Linked DNA regions of Macaca mulatta: region 2 is linked to region 1. The links are chromatin contacts, called in public Hi-C maps. All regions are on one chromosome and are shown on one strand. The core of a region is the stretch at or near the end of the contact, and the rest is flanking DNA. Distances in the headings are between cores, read along the strand shown.

Region 1 (4,866 bases), core at 942-3,441:
TTCTTGCTCACACCATCCGCTCCCCCGTGCTCCCCCTCCAGCCCTGTTGGCCACTAGGGAAACAGAAGGAACAGCTTGATCAAGGTTTTTCCTAGAAAAGCCTTTTGATGGGCCCATTATGGAAAACGAAGCTGTTTTTGTTTTCTTTGATTAATCACAGTGTCCTGTTTCCCAAAGCAAATGTGGCCTTGGCTCATCCAAAAGAACACAGCCTGTGCTGTAAAGAAGGGCTGCAGCCGCCTGGTGCTTGACAAGGTCCCCAAGACGGGAGGGGACACATGTAGCCCTGTCCTCCAGGACTCGGCTCTTCCTTTTTCACCTTCCAAGGAGCTCAGGTTATCAATTTCCTTTGTGTTTTTCTGCCAGTGTGAACAGGAGAAATATTAGCCTTTAGAGATTTCTTTACAGTTCCTTGAAAGCTGGAGGGGTGAAATCAGCCAGAGAATTATATAACAGCAAAGCTCATTTAAAGCAACAGTGTCTTTCTATAGGGCTGTGGTGATTCCTTACCAGTTTTTGTTACTAACTATAAGGAAAAGGAGGCTAATTTTGTGTATAAAGTAGAGGGGCATTCCCTTCCCTCATTACTTTCTGTTTGTTCATTGGACGGACACAATTCCTAGGGTGTTGATTTAAAAAACAAAACAAAACAATCTGAAGCCTCTTTCAAGGAAGACTAGGGGAAATCATGTACATTAACCTCAGGCAGACACAGCCTACTTATTCTTGTTAGAAATCAGAAGAAAAAAAATAAAGAGAAAAGCTTTCTAAAGCATTTGTTTATTTTAATTTAAGAGCCATGGAGAATTTTATAAATACTCGGCTAAATTCTTCAAAGGGAGCCATGTTCTTTAAATTTAAGCACTAGGCTGGGCGCAGTGGCTCACACTGTAATCCCAGCACTTTGGGAGGCTGAGATGGGCCGATCACCTGAGGTCACGAGTTAAAGACCAGCCTGGCCAACAAGATGAAACTCCGTCTTTACTAAAAATACAAAACTTAGCCAGGCGCCGTGGCACGTGCCTGTAATCTGAGCTACTCTGGAGGCTGAAGCAGGAGAATCGCTTGAACCTGGGAGGCAGAGGTAGCAGTGAACTGCACCACTGCACTCCAGCCTGGGTGACAGAGTAAGACTCCATCTCAAAAAAGAAAAAAAAAAAAATTAAGCACTACATCACCTATTCCTACATTGTTTGACCTAGAGCTTAACTGCCTCTCAAAGTGCATCACACACATTAGCTCAGCTGATCTCCATACTCCCTTGATTTGACCTTCTCTTTCTACCCATTTTAGAGATGAGGAAACTGAGGCCAAAGGATTCTGTTACTTGCCTGGCTTCACAACTCACCTGGAGATTCTGAGCTGGCATCTTCCTCTCTCTGCCATCACTCTAGACCCTATCCTCTTTCCTCTACACCAGCGGTTCTCAACCAAGGGCGATTTTGCCTTCCAGGGAACATTTGACAATGTCTGGAGGCGTTTTTTGGTTATCACAATTCTGTGTATGTGTGTGGGAGAGCGGGGGGCAGGGGATAATGGTGACATCTAGTGAGTAGATACTAGAGATGCTGCTAAACCTACAATGCTCAGATGGCCCCTAACAAAGAAGTATGTTGTCCAAAATGCCAATAGTGCAGAGGTTGAGAAGCCCTGGTCTGTACAGAGCTCAGCAGTCCAGGGCAATTGCCACCTCTGGGAGTTGCCAAGAGCTCCTCTGCCCAGCAACAGGCTTGGCCTGTCTCCTGTGGCTGCCACAAGAGTTAAAGCCACTGTCTAGAATGCCCTTTGGCAGTGGCCAAGTGTCCCCTGCGGAGCTGACTGCGGGACATGCGGTGCATCAGCCAGAGCTGATGTGTTTTATAATTTATAGTCACAGGGCGCCTGTCTTCATTTAGCAGCAGGCCTGCTGGCAGCCTCCCTGTCAGGGAGGAAGCAAGTTCCACAGAGGCCCACAGCCCCTGCCAGCTGACAGCCCGTGGTATTTGGGGACGGCTGTTGCTCAGAGACACCTGGGAATAGGCCGGGGCCGTGATGGCGCTGAGCACTCGGTCTCCCCTTCAGACCCATCCGTCAGCAGCGATCCCTGCCAGAAGATGGCCTATTGAACATTTCCAGAAATAGCACAGCCAAGCCTGTCAACTGCTTTCTTGGAAATACACTCAATAAGGATGGCAGTCCTCCAGCAGGGAGAGCAGAAAGCCTGGCCTGGATCAGGCTGCTGAGAAACGGCAATGCCTGGCTACCGGCCATGTCAGTGCCTTGGGAAAGGGAGCAGTTCTCATGGGACTTCCCAAGCCCTGCAGCCTCTGAAGTCACTTCAGAATGTTCTCAGTATGGAGGGAGAGAGTCATACCTTGCAGAAGGCCTTAGGCCCTGCCAACTTCATCTAACTCAGTGACCTGCACATCTTGCTGTTTGTTCAGACACCACGCAGACAGGAAGGCAATGCAGGCTTGGAGGCAAGGTATTAACTGTCAGCAGAGAGAGAACTTTGCATCATCTGGGGAACATTTATTTGCAGTCCCTCCTCTTGTGAGCTTCACTCCCAAATAGAACCAAAGGAGCATCAGAAGAGGGAGTATTTTCTTCCCTATCCTTCGCTCATTCCGAGGATATAGGAAATACAAGGCAAAGATGTCATATTGAAAGAAAAGCTTGTAATTTATACTCCTCCCCTCCCCACTTCCTGCAGAATTAACTTTCCCTTAACTTCCCTCACAGGAGCCTGACATTGCTGTTGGAATTCAGCCACCCTGAGAGCCTCTGCACCCCGAGCTTTCTCCAATTTCTGGGATGGTACAGTGATGGCAGGGCTTAAGAGTGCCCTAAGAAGGCCAGCTGCCTTCAAAAACAAGCTCCTTGAAGATGTAGGTGTCACATAAAAGCGAAAAACAAAAACTCGCTGCAATTTGGGGTGTTCAGGAAATGTTGATTAATCACATTTTTTAAATTATAAGAGACTGCTGGATGTGGTTGCTTACTTCTGTAATCCCAGCACTTTAGGAGGCCAAAGTGAGAGGATTGCTTAAGCCCAGAAGTTCAAGACCAGCCTGGGCAACATGGCGAAACCTCACCTCTACAAAAATATCTAAAAATTAGCCAGGTGTGGTGGTGTACACCTATAGTCCCAGCTACTTGGGAGGCTGAGGTGGGAAGATTCCTTGAGCCCAGGAGACTGAGGCTGTAGTGAGCCATGATAGTGCCACCACACTCTAGCCTGGGTTTACAGCAAGACCCTCTCTCAAAAAAAAGTATAAGACAGTTACCAAGTTTATTATAGGGAATTCATGGGACCTGGTTTTCTTCCCAAGAGCCACCTCAGGACAAACGTAATTTGAAACTCACACTGAGCTATAGGTGGAGGCAGGGCTGTGAGAATACAATACAGGATGTCCAGTTAAATTTAAATTTCAGGTAAGCAACATTTTTTTTTTGTATAAGTATGTTCCAACTATTATTTATCTGAAATTCAGATTTAATGGGCATCAGGTGTTTTGTTCAATCTGTTCACTCCAGTTGGGGTATAAATTGATCTAGTTGTTAAATTGCTAAAAGGGAACACTGACATATATTCAATACATATGAAAGACCATACCAGTTAAGAGAAGAATAAGGAGATTAGCAGGGAAGAGGGAAAGCGAGAGAAATACCAGGAAGAAAGGGAGATGGGCATAGCGAAGGAGAAACAGTTCCAAATGAAAGAGAAACCGGAAGTGCTGGGGAGAGAGAAGAAAACAGGAATGTTTCTGAAGGACTGAAAATGTCTGATAAATTATGACTGTTACACAGAGAGCCATCTCCCTGGGAAATGCTGTTGAGTTGGCTAACCACTGTTCCTGGATCTGCTGCTCTTTGTTCTGTCTGCTAAAACCCACAGTCACCACTAGGGAGAAATGAATCTCTAAGCCACCGTACCATTATCTGGGTCACTATTACCCCGGGCTCAGGTTGTTAAATAAAATTTACAGGAGGCCATTGCTTTGGACAGAGTCCTTCCACTGGGCTCCAACAGACCAGAGCAAACCAGAATAGTGTCACTCGTGCTACCTGACATGTGCTCAAACTGAACTTTAAAACGGGCCTGCCGGGTAGCTCACGCCTGTAATCCCAGCACTTTGGGAGGCCAAGGTGGGCGGATCACAAGGTCAGGAGATCAAGACCACGGTGAAACCCCGTCTCTACTAAAAATACAAAAAAAAAAAAAAAAAAAAAAAAAAAAAAAATTAGCCGGGCGAGGCGGCGGGCGCCTGTAGTCCTAGCTACTCAGGAAGCTGAGGCAGGAGAATGGCGAGAACCCGGGAGGTGGAGCTTGCAGTGAGCTGAGATCGCGCCACTGCACTCCAGCGTGGGCGACGGAGCGAGACTCCGTCTCAAAAAAAAAGAAAACAAAACAGGCCAGTTTTCCAAAAATCAGGAGATTTACAGCAACCAACAGAAAGTGAAGTGGTATAGTTAGTCTGGGGTGATACCTGAGGTTCACTGCCTCATGCCAAAGAAATCGAGGACGCAGACACACACACAGTGAGTTTAACAGGCGAAAGAAAGAAAATAGGTCTCTCCCCTGCAGAGAGGGGGATTCCCGAATGGGTCTTCCGGTTCCATGGTGGAAAGCACAAGGTTTTATAGACCATCTCGAGGAGGCGGTGTCTGATTTACATAGGGCCCAAAGATTGGTTGGACCAGGTGTGTTATTTACATAACATGCGAAGAAGATGACCATGCCACCCTAATCTTTTATTATGCAGATGGGTTCTCTACCTGACTGGCGCCATATTGCCTGTTCCCTTACTGTACACGTGGTGACAAAGAAAAGGGAAGATGTAGCCTCCATGTTGAACATGCCTGGCCCCCAGGTAGCCTTTTCCT
Region 2 (4,866 bases), core at 856-3,355, 200 kb after region 1:
GGACATAATCAGGAACATGAGAGAGGGAGTGAGTATGAGGCTATGTAGGTGGCAGAGCCACTGCCCACCAGGGCTTGAGGGAAGGGTGCTCTGAGGAGGTGGTAGATACTTGAACTGAGGCCTAAGGCGGAGATGAACAAGCCATAGAAGGAGCTGCAGATAGGGCCTTCCAGCCAGAGGACATTGTGCATGCATAGGCATAGCTTTAGGAAGAGCTTGGTGTGTGCAAGTTGCAGAAAGAAGGCAGGCGCTACAGCCAGAGTACGATGAGCAAGGAGCAGGTGGTGGAGGCAGGCAGGGCAGTGGGGGTTGTGGGAGGGCTTCTGGCCAGTTATGGAAAGCCACAGGAAGATGAGAAGCAGGATAACGATCTGAATAACATATTTCAAAGAGTACGCAGGCTGCAGCTGCGGGGTGGAGAATGGATTGTGTGAGTCTCCTCTTTCTCCCGTCTTTCCTTTGGGAATATCACAGGAAGGGCAGCAAAGTGCTCACCCTCACCTTTCCCTTACTCAGTGGGACTCCGGACTCTCATGATAGAGATAAACTTTCATTTTCTGTCTTGTTTAGGCCACTGTTAGACTGAACATCTTTTATCCTTTGACCTAATTAGCAATGTCTGATCCTAGTTAATAAAGCTCTCACTTTTAGCTGCTCATAAAATCTCAAACTCTGGGAACCACTAGTTCGTGCCCTCCTTGGCCTTTGGCATATTCTATTCCTCCTTTTGTCTCTAATGTTTTGCTTGCATCCTTGGCACCGAACACCCACCCGATACCTAGGAGGTGTTCCATAAACACTGAAGAGGAGGAGGAGGATGCAGCGCCCAGAGGTGTCTTGTTGTCTTCAGACCTTATTAGTCATCAGGCCTCAGAAGAAATCTGTAATGTGGATTTCATCATGCAAAATGGCTCACGCCTTGCCGAGTGGCACTCAGCCCAGGAGTGTGAGCGGGGAGAGGAGATTTCAGCCAGACCCTGACTCTTGTTACTTTACCTGGGGATGTGCAGCCTTGAATGCACTGACTCACCATCCGCTTCTGGGAGGCTATGATTTTTATCAGTTTGCAGCAGCAGGAAGTGAGAAGAGAGCTTCTGGGAGGAAAAGGATGCCTGAGATTGAGCTGAGCACTTCAGCTGGTTCCCTGTCGCAGCCTCTGCCAGAAGTCTGTGTTTCCTGTGTAGCGTTTATCTTAGGGATGACCAATTAACGTGTTTATTCAATATATCTTCCCTTATTAGACCATCAGCTCCACCCAAACCAGGAACCAACTCTGCCTTTTTCACCCTGGTACCTGGCACACAGAAGGTACTCAGTAAAATATCAGTTGAGAAATAAATGAATGAATCAATCTTTTCATGAAGAGGAAAGAAATAAATAGAATCAGTTAAGCTTGACACAGGAAAACCTCTTTGTTTGTTTGTTTTTTGAGACAGAGTCTGGTTCTGTGGCCCAGGCTGGAGTGCAGTGGCACGATCTTGGCTCACTGCAAGTTCTGCTTCCCAGGTTCAAGCGATTCTCTTGTTTAGGCCTCCGAGTAGCTGGGATTACAGGCGCGAGCCACCACGCCCAGCTAATTTTTGTATTTTTAGTAGAGACCGGTTTTCACCGTGTTGGCCAAGCTGGTCTCGAATTCCTGACCTCAAGTGATCCGCCGGCCTCAGCCTCCCAAAGTGTTGGGATTACAGGCGTGAGCCACCGCGCCTGCCCCCCTTTGCAAGCTTTAAAGGAAATTATTTGTCTAATAGATAGGATTATTCACTTTGTGGGTGAGCCCTGGCGAGAACCTCCGTCCTAAGTCAACTTCCTTAGCGGGATTCTCACCCTGCCAGGTAAGCTCTCTCTGTTACCAGGAGCTCCACAAAATGCAAATAAGTTTCAAAATTCACTTAGGAAAATAAAAATGAGCAGTAAGTCAGTTAGGAGCAAAACGAACGAGACATTCAAAGGCTGTGCCCGGGATCAGACAGAAGTAGCTTTGTAATTCTCCCAGTGTAGGGCTGCAGGCACCTGGCGCTGGAGGCCTGGCCGGGACAAGGCAGGGCTCGGGGCGCGGCTGGAGGGGCGCGCCCGGACGGGCGCTGGCGCGGGGGAAGGGCGCCCTCTGCCGGGGGCGAGGAAGATCAGTCCGCACGCGCGGTGCGTTGGTCCTGCAGCCTGTTCGAACCTCGCGCGTGGACATCCACTTCTTCCAGGGGGAAAGTAGGCGGATGGGGGCAGAAAAACCAAACTCCCTCCAAGACAGTGCTTTGCATAAGCATTTTGCGACCCCCTCCCTTCAGCCCCGAACCTCCCCGTGGCACAAGGAAAAGGACTGTGGTTAATTGCAGATGCTGTCAGGAAGCCAGGTGCGTCCCCACTCCCCAGCCCTAAAATCCAAAGAAAGAAGAGATTGTTTGAGACGATCTGAAGAAAGGTCAGGTCCTAACAGATCAACGGGACCTTCTTTTTCACCTTCCTCGCCTTGGGTTCTGGAGCACGGGCGCTGGATCAGCTGAATGCGGCCTGGGCATCTGGAAGTGGGCTTGAGGGACACCTCGCGGTGCAGCCCCCGGGACGACCCAGGACACTCTGGACACCCAGGCCGAGAGCCAGGACCCGCCCGCGCCTCCTCACTGCTGCTCGAGGGTAGGGAGGAGCGTGCGGACCCCGTGGGGGCTGAAGCGGGGCTCTGCTCCCCGCCCTGCGCAAGCCCCCGGCTCTGGTTGCTGGTCCACAAAATCCGGAGGCTGAATTAGACGGTCGGGTGGCCCCCAGCCTTATAGCTTCGATTTCTGTGGTCCTATTTTAGACCCAGACTTGTTCCCGAAGGGAAGTGAAGAGCCGCGGAAGGCTTGGAGCGTGAACCAGAAAACAATGGGTGGGGACGGTCTAACCAGCTCCCTTCCCTAGAAGGGCGGAAACGGCTTTCGAAGCACCCGCGTTTCTCTTTATTGAATCTTGAGTGACACCTAGTGGCCCATCCGCCTCACCGTCACGGCGATGCTGGTTTCACTGGACTTTTCAGAAGGTGTAACTTGCCTGCCCATGGTTCTCTGCTAAAAGAATTTGGAGCCTAGGGTGCCGATGGCGTTTCCTGGGACCTCCCGGAAGCACTTGCTGTCCCCTGTCAACAGCCCTGCACCTGCGATGCATGCAATTCTAATGAAAATGCCCTTCGCGTCTGCAGAGCTTGCTTGAGCACATCCTGAGCTCTCAGGCAGCAAATATAGAGTCGGGTGCTATTCCGGGAGCTGGGCACGCAAAGATGACCAAGGCTTGGTTTCTGATCTCAAGAATCTCACAGCCCAGCTGGGGGAAAATGGACCAATAAAAGAGTGTGCATTGGATGCTATGGGGCACAGGGGGTGGACCTAGCTCGGCCTAGAGTCATTAAGAAAGACAATCACCCTTGAGCTGAGTTTTGAAGATTAGGCAGAATTCTAAGATGACCCCTGAAGATTCTCAGCCCATCCCCCTCGCAGGGTACACACACCTTTGCCCAGTTATTCAATCAAACAATTTAGGGGCTCTGTGAAGAGAATTTGCAGATGGAATTAAAGTTCCCAAATTAATTGATCTTGAGATCTGGAAATGATCCGGGGTGGGTCTAACCTAGCCAGGTGAACCTTTGAAAGGGACTGGATTGTCCTGGCAGAAGAGATTTGACAAGTGGCAAGAACTCATCATTGTCAAGATTTTCTTTGCTGGCTTTAGAGATGAAAGGGGCCACGTGACAAGGAATGCAGGCCGATGCCAAACCCCTGCCTGACAGCCAGCAGAGAAACTGGACTTCAGTCCTACCACTGCAAGAGCACTGAACTCTGACAACAAGCAGGGAGTTTGGAAGGGACCCCCAAGCTGTATGAGACCTAGTCCCAGCTGACACCTTGATTTTATCTCTGTAGGACCCTGAATAGAGGACCCAGTCATGCTGCAGTCAGGCTTCTGACCTCCAGAACTATGAGCTAATAAGTGGGTGTCTTAAGCTGCTATATTTGCAATTTGTTATGAAGTCACAGGAAACTGATACAGATGGTCATTTCAAAGAGGGGAACCACATGACAAATGCTCAGAGCCATAAAGAAGCAGAGAACTAAAGTCATTCAGAGAACTAAAGACATTCGGCATAGCTGGACCATGGGGAGCAAAGGAGATGGTAAGATATACTCATGAGAACTTGGCTTTGGGTCAGAGAGAATGTGCCCTTGGGCTAGTTAACTTAGCTCTCTGTGCCTCAGTTTTCCCAAAGGTAAAATGGAATCATAATCATAGTGAAAACATAGAGTTATTATGTTAGTGGCCCACAGGCATATAGAGAGTTCAACACAGCCTTGGGATATAGTAAGTGTTTCAAAAATGTTAGGTAGTAATAGCTTTAGTAATTAATCATGTAGTTAATGGACTGGAATAAGGAGAGGGCAAGTGATGTGGTTTTTAGAGAGCAGTCTGGGGACCATCTGCACTGGATGATTCCAGTGGTGAGCTTATTAAAAACCCACATGCCTGGACTGTACCTTGGTCTTACCGAATCAGACTCTCTGGAGATAGAGCCTGAGAATCGACACTTTCAAGAAGCTTCCAAAGTGATCTTTGTGAGAACCACCAAGCAAGAAATAAGAAGACTTGTAAGTAGGTCACTGTAGTAGTCCAGGCAGGAGTGACTGATAAAATCAAGCAAGGCCCTGGCAATGAGAACAGGGAGCGGGTATGGCACTCTTTGGGGGAGGTGGAATCTATGGAACTGAGTAATCAGACAGGGATGGTGGAAAGGAGGGAGGGCAGAGGATGAACTGGAATCACTGTGGGGAGGTGAGTTTGGGGAGGATTGACTCAGATTGGGTCATGAGAGTCCAGACATCTGTGGGGTATCCAAGTGGAATGTCA

Evidence for each region. A called contact is a pair of places that touch in the nucleus more often than the background predicts.
Region 2: a Hi-C map of fibroblasts shows a contact between it and region 1, with 2.2 times the contacts expected there. The contact joins two enhancer-like sites. A contact is called at or near these places in 2 of 14 Hi-C or Micro-C datasets (fetal cortex germinal zone and fibroblasts).

The regions. Positions count from the first base shown.
Region 1 is chr11:101,226,975-101,231,840 of T2T-MMU8v2.0, forward strand. No RefSeq gene overlaps it. Among named protein-coding and RNA genes, the nearest start is that of CRADD, 230 kb to the left of the region's middle. Within about 2 kb of position 2,192, at least 16 of the 40 cell types and tissues checked have an H3K27ac peak or open chromatin away from gene starts, as enhancers often do.
Region 2 is chr11:101,430,241-101,435,106 of T2T-MMU8v2.0, forward strand. No RefSeq gene overlaps it. Among named protein-coding and RNA genes, the nearest start is that of PLXNC1, 45 kb to the right of the region's middle. Within about 2 kb of position 2,106, at least 12 of the 40 cell types and tissues checked have an H3K27ac peak or open chromatin away from gene starts, as enhancers often do.